Regions from separate parts of the Triticum aestivum genome. Here region 1 is linked to region 2. A link is a contact called in public Hi-C data. All regions are on one chromosome and are shown on one strand. The core of a region is the stretch at or near the end of the contact, and the rest is flanking DNA. Distances in the headings are between cores, read along the strand shown. Region 1 holds the start of LOC123182595 (serine/threonine-protein kinase tricornered). Region 2 holds the start of LOC123182590 (protein PAT1 homolog 1).

What was found. Hi-C and Micro-C count contacts between places; a contact is called where the count stands out from the background.
Region 1: a contact with region 2 is called in a Hi-C map of leaf, with 7 times the contacts expected there. The contact joins the promoter of LOC123182595 here to the promoter of LOC123182590 in region 2. A contact is called at or near these places in 4 of 5 Hi-C or Micro-C datasets (leaf and an unstated tissue) and 1 of 1 datasets of contacts at active chromatin or transcription factors (leaf).

The regions. Positions count from the first base shown.
Region 1 is chr1D:425,619,219-425,624,468 of IWGSC CS RefSeq v2.1, reverse strand. LOC123182595 (serine/threonine-protein kinase tricornered) reads right to left here and starts at 3,665. Exons shown (of 14, transcript XM_044595225.1): 1 at 3,428-3,665; 2 at 2,321-2,707; 3 at 1,465-1,639. The coding sequence starts at 2,532.
Region 2 is chr1D:425,418,660-425,424,609 of IWGSC CS RefSeq v2.1, reverse strand. LOC123182590 (protein PAT1 homolog 1) reads left to right here and starts at 3,343. Exons shown (of 5, transcript XM_044595218.1): 1 at 3,343-3,622; 2 at 3,871-4,040; 3 at 5,807-5,863. The coding sequence starts at 3,556.

The sequences.
Region 1 (5,250 bases), core at 2,416-4,915, 200 kb before region 2:
AGAAGAATAGGGAAGGCATAGGAAATAACTGAAAGAAAATATATCAGAAGAACAGAGCACACCACTAAACCAGGCCAGCCTGTAAACGTTGCTTTATAAGTATACGGGTCAACTGCACTATGCAAAAACATTATTCTCATGTTCTCTTGCTGAAAAGGATGAAAGGGAAATCCTTGTATGAAGGGATTCTTTTTATCCTGATGTGATATATGAAGAGCGGGCCTGGCGCAGTGGTAGAGTCTCCACTTGTGGCCTGGAGGTCCTGCGTTCGAACCAGCCTCCTCACAGAATTATTATGCAAGGGGTAAGGCTGCTAGACCCACCTACCTTGTGTGGGAGCTTTCGGCACTGGGTACACGCTTTTTTTTACGTGACTATATATCTCTACTTCACTACCATCTTATAAATTGGAGTTGGTGGTAGCGGTGAGCCCCCCCAAACTCCACCTCAATTTCCCTCGTCTATCTAGGACCCACTAGACCCTCTCAGTTTAAAAAAAAAACAGAAATAATGCAGTCGGGGAGCCTCGAACCTCACACTTGCCTCTACACCACTCAGTCAAACCAACAAGCTGCCACCTCACGCATGTTTCGAATGGGGAAGTCTTTTATAAGTATATACATGGCAATACGGGAAAAAAAAACTACCGAGACGAACCAGCCAGTCAATCTGCCAACCAATTGTTTTCCCTGCTGTGGCTACTCCCCAATCCATGTCTTCCGGCCGGCCCTCCTTCCAACCTCAATCATCATCATCAATCAACAACAACAAACCCTTTAGTCCCAAACAAGTTGGGGTTGGCTAGAGTAGAAACCCAAAAGATCTCGCAACCAACTCATGGTTCCAATCTCAATCATCCTAGCTTTCAAATTTCAAAATCCAGACATGGCTCTGCCGCTTCAAATCTTGCACTGGTGCTCCCATGGCCGCTGCAGTTACGCAAGGCCAGTGTTGCTGCTTGCTTGAGTTTTTCTTCGCAGTGTTGCAAGTGTGTTGGTTGTTCTATACTCTTAATTCAATACAACTACAATCATATTGTGGTTCCGTAGCAACGTAGGACATTGTTTTTAAGGCGTCCTGCCTTGGACGCTTAGGTGGCAAGGCACCCTAGCAGCGCCTTTCAATTTTTCCTGCCTTAGTCGCTTAGGCATCAGGGCGGTGGGTGCTCGCCTTAGGTCACCTTACCGCCTAAAGAACAATGACGCATGGGCATGCTTGTAGACAAAGAATACACAGGACGTTCCGTGTTGAGCGGCAAGTATAGAGGGAGCACAGAGCAGCACAATTTTGTGATTACATAAGAGATCATGTTTATGGGGAAAAGGTAGGATGAGCAATAGTGTCAAGCCCAATATTGGTCTTCTGAACCTACTATTGACAACCAGAATTAGAAGACCAAGAAGTCATGCCACATAGGAGGTTATAAACATATAAATAAACAACAGGGACCAAACTGAGAGGTACCTCTCCAAATGCACCTCTTCCAATAATTGTCAAAAGTTCAAAATCTTCAACCCCCATCTTGTGTCTTTGCAAACGCATATATTCAGTCTCCTTTTTCTCCAAATGTTTTAGAATGTTGTTCTGCTCTTCTGCAGGAACTTCAGCATCCTGTAATTTCCTCTCCAGCATCCAGCGCCTAAAAGTAGACAACGATATCAGATCAGGATGATGACTAAATTGTAGCCAGTAAATTAGTCTCAAACAGAAGTGGCACATCAAAGCATGAAGCAGATTGAAATGAGTTACAATCGATGCAAAATATACATCTTAGGGAGTAATGTTGATACAAGTTTTAACTGAGAACGAAATAAACAATCAGACGCAGGTTATCGAAATTGTGCAATGTGGAAATTAACAGTGATGGTGTCAACCAAAAGCTCTGAAACGGACTACACGGCTTTCAAAATGGGTATATTAATCACCTTGAGCGAAGTATTTTGAGATTAATATACCTGGTAGTGAATTAAATGTTTTACTAAGCCACTTGTGCAACTGGAGGACTCAACAAACCGTTCAAGCTATGTACCTAATTTGGAGCTAGAGCTTTAATCCACTGGAACTCCTATTTATGGTGACAAACAACTTGTGTGGCCCAAGGACTTCATCTTAACAACCTGAATCGGTGTTTACCATTCCAATCCCAACATGGCATGTGATGTGTGTTATTAAGCATCATGCTTGGTAATAGCAACAAGGAGGGTGCTTGTCGCTTTCCTACTCCGCAGCATGGTAGGATACTGAACCAGATGGAGTCAAGTACCTAAATCCACAGCTAAAGCAGGGGAAAGCGCGCCAAACATTTAAGTTGCCAGCCTACCTCTCTTTCCTATCTTGCAAGGACTTCATCTGAGTCTTGTAGTGGTTCTCAATGTACTGTTTTGCCGCGGCGACCTTCTGCTTGGTCGCGCTAGAAGGCGCGTCGTCGACTGGGGGCTTCCCAGGATCCTTCCCATGGCTGGCAGGCACCGCCGGGCTCTTGGACTTGTCCCGCGGCTGGAACTTCTGGAACCAACTTCTCGCGGAATCCATCTTGTGCTCACAATGGCATCATCTCTAAGACCAGAGAGCGTATTATATTGACCAATCCAGCAGCCGCCCACAGGCCAGAGGAGCTCTGGCTCTGAAGCGGTCAATACCCTCCAAATGGATCAGATGTCCAAACCGGCACCTCCTCCGTAGAACCCGATGCTGGAATGATGCCTATCTGGAAAAACCATAGAAAATTACCATCAGTCAGAATCGTTCGCACAAGTTGCCATCCATCGCACGACTTACACGGGCGAGGGAGGGAACGGTCAATAGAATCCTTCCAAGTTTCTGCTATTTTCGGACACGACACCTAAACCCAGTCAAAAATCCCGAAACTAAGCCGCACTGGGCATGAATCCTCCGTCGACAGCAGCGGCTGACGCGCCGGTTACGAACCAGTAAACGGAACGTAAGATCCCAATTCCCAGCCGAAACCCCCACCCCCCACCAAAAAAAAAATTCTCGAACAGCAGCATTCCGGCGCGGAGATTCGCGGAATTCGACCCGGAAATCGCATTGCCGGCTCGCGCGCGCGAGGCGCCCCGGAAAAACGCGGACGAGGAGCGGCGCCAAAACCCCCCGTCAAACCACCGAAACACACGCCACCGCACTCCCGAGCCCGCGGCCGCGCGCGGCGTCGCGGGGCGCCGAATTCGCCACCGGGGGCCCGCCAAAGCCCCCGCTCCCGACCGCAGCGGCGGCCACTACCCAATCCAGGGTGAAAGAGAGAGAGAGGGGAGGCGGGGATGGGAGAGCCATCTGGAACCGCGGGGTTAACCGGACGGCGCGGATCGGCGGGCGGGGCGCTCACCTCGGCGCAGGGCGGCGGCGGGGGCGGGCGCGGGGCGGATCTCGGCGGCGACTGGAGCAAAAGGGGGAGGGAGGGGGGACTCACGCCTTTTTTTTTCTCCTTCTCCTCTCTTCTCTTCTCTTCACCCCTGCCTGGCTGCGTCGCTCCGGGTTGGTTGTCCTTTTCGTGGGCAAAGGCAAAGCGTGTGAGGGGGAGGGAGGAGAGAGAAAAGGCCAGCCCCGCCGCGCCGATGGGGAGGGAGGGAGGGAGGAAGAGCGCTGCCTGCGCTGTGCGTGCGTGCGTGTGAGAGAAGCGTGGCTTGGCTTTGACTCCCCGGAACGAAACTTCCGCGTGGCTTCTCTACCCTGTTTGGAGCCTGCTCTCTATGGTTGTGCTAGTTGTTGTACTGCTGCGGCGCCGGGGTCGGGGTCCCCCACCTGCCGCGCACAACGCGACTGGCCCCGCTCGCTCCCCGGCCTGCACCGTCGCCGTCGGTCGGCCCATCAACCCGCTCGTCCCGCCCCGATGAGTGCCTCCTTTTTTAATTTGTTCCATTTGCTTGTGCGGATACGGCACACGCCGCCTGCCGCCTTCGGGCGGCTCGGCGGGTTATCTCGTTGGCAAACCGTGTGTCCACGTTTTCTCTTCTTCTTTCTTTATTTAAGAGGTGTTTATTACTTATTTCTCAATCCATCGATCTAAATGGTTATTTTTAGGTTGAGTTTTATAGGCGGACATTGATGACCTTGAGCCTTGTGTGCTTGCAAAAATATAATGAGTAGGTGGGATGGTTGTTAGCACCGGCTTCAAAATGGTGACAAACCCGCATCGTTTCAGCTGTGCGCTGCTAGGAGTGTCGGTCACCCTTCTCAAACCGTGATTTTCTGAAGTGAAAAAAAACCTTGATCTGCACTTTTTCTCGACACTAGCATCATTGCCACCTTACATGATGATGTCGTTATATGATCATCATGGATCGTCTGTATGTACTCGTGAAGGGGTAGTGGTAGTAGACGACAATCGTTGCGCCATTGCCACCTTAACGGGTCATTGATGTGTTCTTGCCTAGGTCGGTAACAGTTGCCGACATCGTCCATTTGTCGTCATATGCCGCCCACGGAGGACAACGCTAGGATGATGACTCATTGCCTCGCGCCGTCCTAATATGGCTCAACCAACAACAACCCCCCACCTCGCATCTGCTTTTCCAGTGTACGAGTTGGCGATAAGTTGTCTCTGATGGAGCCCTAGCCTCCCTGGCGTGGTTTAACTCCGCCTCGTTGTTCCCTTGCCCTGTGTCACTTTGCTCATTGTTGCATTGCTCATGGACGAAATATTGTGAGGGTATTGATTCTGATCCCAGTGATTATTGGAGGGTGTCGAGGGGACTCAATCTTGCGTTAGATTCATGGGGTTTTATGATTTGTTTGATCTGCGCATTTTGCCATTTGCACTCCGGGGTATTGAAGATTTTTAAGCAATGTGTTTGACTTGTCTCTATGGTTGTGACTTTACAACACCTTTTTTATCATCCATGTGATCCATGATAAGGCCTCATTCGGTTTGGAAGATTTTTATAGGAAAAACATAGGAACAAGGATTCCGGAGGAAAAATTTTATATATGCATTCGGTTTGTAGGAAACGCGTACAGGAATTTCGTAGGAATACTACTAATCTCCTGTATTTTTAGAGAAAACTACACACCCACTCAAAACTCATTTTGCGCGTAGGAACGAGGCAAGTCAATTTTTTAGGATGGCAAATGTCGTCCTATCAAATTCCTATACTACTCCTAATTCCTACGTTTTGATTTCGTCTAAACTGAATGAGCCCTAAACGACTAGCCGGTTCAAAGTTAGCCATGGAAACCGACTAGCCATTTCCAACACCAGGTCCACAAATCAAGGCCTCGCCGACCATGCCCCAC
Region 2 (5,950 bases), core at 2,094-4,593:
GTCCACCAACGAGTCGATGAGAGGCGGCGCGAGGCGGAGGAGGTGGAGCGTCTATTTCATAAGTGTGAATCCGCGGCTGGGGAAGGATGCCGCAAAGCCTGGTGCGCCTTCCTAAAATGGTGTGACGACGACGACAGTGCGAACGACCAGGGTGGTGCTGTGGCCTCGGAGGCCATGCCTACGAGGTCACCATCCACTACTTAGCCACTTAGCCTGGTTTAGATTGGTTTTAGTTTATTTTACGTCGAATTTGTTAAATTTTGCTGTTTTGCATGTAATATAACATACTTTGTTAAATTTCATATGTATTTCATGTTCATGTTGTTTAAAATGGGGAGGGGCATTTGGTGATCACGTTCGATGGCCAACACTAGGTCATATGTTTGGGACACGTCCGGTCATGTCCGTGGATATTTGGGAGTGAAAATTTGGTGATCCACATTGGAGATGCCCTTAACTTTTTTAAGACAAATCTGGTGACATCCGTTTTATGCCATACTCCCTTCGTTCCATAATGTAGAGAACATAGATTTCTGATAAGTCAAACTAAACAAACTACACACACATACACATATATGAAATATAACTCATAATGTCTCTAGTGATATGCATTTTGTATTCTAAATATATGTGTATTTCTCTATAAATATGGTCAAAGTTTATAAGGTTTGACTTTTGAAAATATGTATACACATTACATTATGGAAGGGGGAGTACTAAACACGTGTCTCAACTTATACTAACTTTAGTACAAAGTTATATACTTAAGTTGAGACACTTATTTTGAGAAGAAGAGAGTATATATTAATTTGTGGCACTTTCTACAACACCACACTACTCATATTCCCTCTTTGGGCCCTACCCCCGCCAACACTCCCCACCGACACACGCACCCTTGGCCACCCATATGCCGTGCTGGTCAAGAAAGAAGAGAGAATGGGAGGAGTATGAGGGCATGTCCAACGGAGATCACCTAACAGATCTTCTAAAATGTTGGCATACGCGTCCAAATGTGTTCACAAACATCTGATCTGACGGAAGCCATCCAACCGACGTCTCCCAAATTTTCCATACTTGTCCGACATTCTCTCTTTGTCAAATTGTCTATATCAATAGCAATTCGACCGTATATTTAAATAGTTGCAAACAAATGCAATTACTATCAAAAGCATCGGATGTGCAACAAGGTTTTTACAACTATCAAACCCAAAAGCAAAAGAACCAATTGTCCGAGCAAAAAGCTTCACCTTCCGGCGCTCCCCCCTCCTTTGCACAAAGCGTGCGATCATACCGTGCAAGTCCTGAACAAACCAGCCCGCATCGTAATCCAAATCTTCGTCCTTCACATACAAGATCATTGCTACTCACAAGCTTGCCTGGTCGCAAGCTTGCTCTCCTTGAGTTGGATATTTTTCTTTTGGATTTCCATGAACAAGCTAAACCTGTCCGCTCTCCTCGAGTTGGATATTTTTCTTTTGGATTTCCATGAACAATGCAAAACTTACGAGATCGAGGAGTGACGCGCTACTTGGCCACTAGTTTTCCATATGTACACTACAATGCTTTGTTGACGACCTCTTGAATGGTGTATCGTTGGTGCTTAGCGACTTCGGATTTCGATCATTGATCAATTCCTTGTTGCCGAGGTGCAATGCTTTTTCTCATGAAACCAATCGTGCACACTTTGCCAAAAAGCCGAGCCCTTTTTGCTCCGTGCCTTGAAGAGGATCAACACTTGTGCCCAACCGCTCCAAAGACAACAATTCATCCTCTTGCTCGAGTTTGACAATCACCCCTTCTTATTTGCGTCTGCATTGGGCACATATGACTGTTGGGTGTCCGTCGGCGTATCTTGCTCCAATTATGGTGAGTAGTTGTCATCGACTTGCCTGTCCTCACGGTTGCCGCTGTTGTTGATCATGTTTATCATCGCCTCGTCGGTGGCTGCCGTTGATCTTGGAGAGGCATTCCGCAAGATAGTGACCGGACATCGCCGGACGAGGGTCCTCGGACAACAACCGCGACCGGGCGAGCATCGACGACTCAGTGAACACGTAATCACTGTTGAAGTCAATGGTGTACGGTGGAGGGTGGCCAGAGTTGAATGAAGCGGCAGAGTGTTGTGGCGATTGTTGTGTGTCAGGCTAAATATACTGCTAGGCAGCAAAGTAGTACGACTTCTTGTACTAGGTGGGTCAGGGCAGCATCGACATGATGATCCGCTGTGGAGGAGGAGCTCCTATTTGAGCGGACATTTGCACCTTCTTCTTCGCCCTCTCCTTCATGTGATGCTCTTGCCGTCCAACTTCTCTGGGTCCGTCATGGCGACGAACCTCGTGATGGGCTCCGACAGATCCATCGCGACAACGACGAGCAGTGGAATGGGCCAAAACATTATTTTGGCTAAACAATATTTCAAGAGGATCAGACCTCATAGCTCACCAGTTTCAACTGGTTTTTAAAATATTAGGTCTAAAAGGAATTGATGTGTCCAATGGCGAGTTCAGGCTGATAGTGGGAGCTCAGTCTCACATGAACGCATGACACACACACACACATACACACACAGAGAGATGGTCGAATGGTTGGGGATGGTGATGGTACCACTATCACTTGATCCGGGGACCGATGACGGGATAAGAAAGTGGGGAGATACTGAGAGAGAAGTCGACTCAATTAGAGTGTTGCTTTCGTGGTTTTCAATGATTTTCAGCACAGAGAGCGTGAGAGCAACCTCCTTTGAGTTTCTATTGGCAACTTAAATTCACTTGTACACACAACTAAATAATTTCAAATTTGTGAGGGCACCAAATTTATGCAAAGTTCATCCAAGGTTGCCTGCCACTTTCCAAACGGGCCCTTGCTTTCATCCGACAACACAAATGATGATGATGACTGGTGTATGTGAGACCATGCTCTATAAGTTTTGCTTTGGGAATATATGCTCAGCAAAACCTTTTCTACAACCATTGCACACACCTAGCTCCGGGCCAATGAAATAGTACCATCATGTTCTGCCAGTTGTTAGTTGTTACCAACAGAAAGGGCGCCATTAACGTGGCAAATGATCATAAGCGAGCGGCAAAGCAAGCAAGGCCAAGAGAAAAAGCTTTACACTATTTGAATGGAGGCATGAGGTACGTCGCCGCATCAACGCGCGGAAAGGAGCCATAAAAGGGGCAGATGGAGTAGCACACACGCCAAGCCAAAGTCTCCTCTCATCACTGTAATCACTCCGTCAGTTTTTTCTGGTGCCATCCAGCAGCAACTTTCTCCACACCAGCACGCCATATATCAATATCTATCTATCTATATCTATCAATAAATATAAATAATGCTGGAACTATCATTTTCGGCTTATATTTTTAAAGATTATTGTCGAGTCCAAGGCCAAGAGAGAAGGGGAGGGAAGTAAAGCAGCCAAGGCGCGTCTACTGAGCGAGCTTTCCTCGGCTGTACCCCTCTCCGCCTCGCAGCTCCCCCAGATCCAAAACCCAAGCGCGTGCCCGCCCCCGGAATCCAAACCCTAGCAGCGCCGCCCGCTCCCTGCCTGCGATGAGGGGCCTCCGGGCGGACGCCGGCGGCGGCGGCGGTGGCTCATCCTCGTCGGCCTCCACCGCAGGTGATTGCGATTCCTTCCGCTGCGGCGCTGCCCAGTGATGTTCTGGTGGGCTGTAGTTTGCTGAGTTTGATCCGCCTGCCTGGGCTCGCAACTCAGCGGCCTTACCGTCGAATCCGTGCCGCAGACGGCGCTTCTCCGCGTGCTTCCGCTGAATTTCGCGTCCCTCGCGCGCGGCCTGGGCAGATTCTCTCGTTTTCGCGTGGCACCAATGGAGATTTATGTGTTTTTCTTTGTTGCTTCCTCTGCAGAGAGCTCGCGCTTCGACTCGGGGCAGTACTCCTTCTTCGGCAAGGCGCCGCTGGAGGGGCTGGAGCTCGGCGGCAGCATGGCGGATGACGTCGGCCTGGACAGCGGCTATGGCGGCGGCTTCGGTGGGCACGATGATGGGGCATACCAGCTGTCTCCTGTGGGGGAAGAGGTGCGGCTCTCACCGACTTTGTATCCGGCTTCCGCTGTTGCTATCGATTGTGTGCTGCATGCTTCGTAGAGCCCTGATTTTTGTGTTGGTGCGTGCTACTGTTCGAAAGCTGTGAAATTATGTGCATTGCATGTTTCGCACGGTCCTGACTCTGTTTGTTGGTGCTTGCCACTGTTGGATGAGTCTGAGTGGATACTCTTTTATGCAGCAGGATGATAGCTTGTTGTTTTTGGACGTACTGGTCGGCGGTAGTACATTCGATTTTTGCCTTTTGTTTTTGTTCTTGTAAGGAGGAATTGTGTACTTTGGATGCAATAGGTCAAGAGAACTGCCCCTCTAGTTTTGGAGGGGATTGCATCTGATTTAATGTGATAAGAAAACATAGTCCCTCCGACAAGTATTTCCGGACGGAGGGAGTAGTAAATTGTGTCCCTAAGCGTTATGATCTCCACAAAATGTACCTAAGAAAATCATTTTTGTGTGTGTTTCTAACTGGTTAGGACTCGATTGAGCAAAATTGTTCTCTTAGAAAATGGAGGGTATATTGTCAACTATGAGCATTCTTTTATAATAATAACTCAGTACTGAGAAATGTAAATTGGGCTATTGTCAGCTGTAAAAGACGTGATGGTAGTATCCCGCGAAGCCGGCTTCCCTGTTGCTATTGATTGTGTGCTGCACTGCTGCATGCTTCCTAAAGTTCTCTTTGTGTATTGGTGTTTGCTAATGTTTGAAAGCTGTGAAATTATGTGCATTGCATGTTTCGCACAGTCCTGACCGTGTTTATTGGTGATTGCTACTTTTGGATGAGTCATGACTCATGAGTGGGTGCTCTTTTCTGCAGTAGGATGATAGCTCCGTCCTTTTTACTCTAGTCTTAGAGGGGGATACATCTTGACTTAATACTTAAGATGATAAGAAAACATATAGTAAATTGCATCCATAAGTGTTATAACCATCATATTTTTTGTGTCTTTTTATTGGTTAGGACTTGATTGAACAAAAGTGTATTTTTAGAACATGGAGGATTTATTGTCAACTATGAGCGTTCTTTATAATAATATCTCAGTACTGAGAAATGTAAATTGAGCTGTTGTCATCAGGAAAGGGACGTGATGGTAGGATGCGTCTTTGGATCAAATAAAATTCCTTCTTTCTTCTGCACTATGTCCCACCACATACACAAACACCATCAGTGTTTTTGCCATCTGGACTTAGATTTGAGTACCCATATCCATTTATTGAGCAGATCTGGTAACCAGGTGCAACTTAAAGTGATTGCTACTTGGTATGGAACTTTAGGTGACACCTTGCAGTATTTCATGATGCAAATGCGAGCGTATTCTGCCTAACTGTTTTTACTTCTAGTCAGTGCCTATAAGTGCGTAGGCCTATAGGCTGTAGCTATTATACTGGAATGAAGAATCTGTAGCTACTAGGCTTGTCTGGAGATCAAAATGCTTTATTTTCTTTCTTTGTAGTTGATCGCCCAATATAGACTTTCGTAGCAAGTATAATGATATAGGACTGACCTATCAAACCTTCGACATTACATTCTGAAGTAGCTCAATTTCCACCACTTTCATGTTTAACGTTGCCAATTTGCTTCATAAATCATTTCTAGATTTCCTTATTCTGCAAGTTTTTTCCTGCCTACTGTGTAACTTTGGTCGCTCTTCTTTCAGCCTTGCTTTCTTTTGACTCCTGTAGTCATGTTCCCTCTATTTTTCATGATGAAAATTTGTCTTGTTCTTATGTTTTTGCAGATTGATTGCATGAGTAACTTGTCTGAAATTGATGATCTTGCAAGCACATTCGCAAAGGTTAGCAGCCTATATCTAACTTGATTACTTCAGTTGGTGGTCTTATATTTCATACCTATGGTTATAATATATTGAATTATCTGTAGT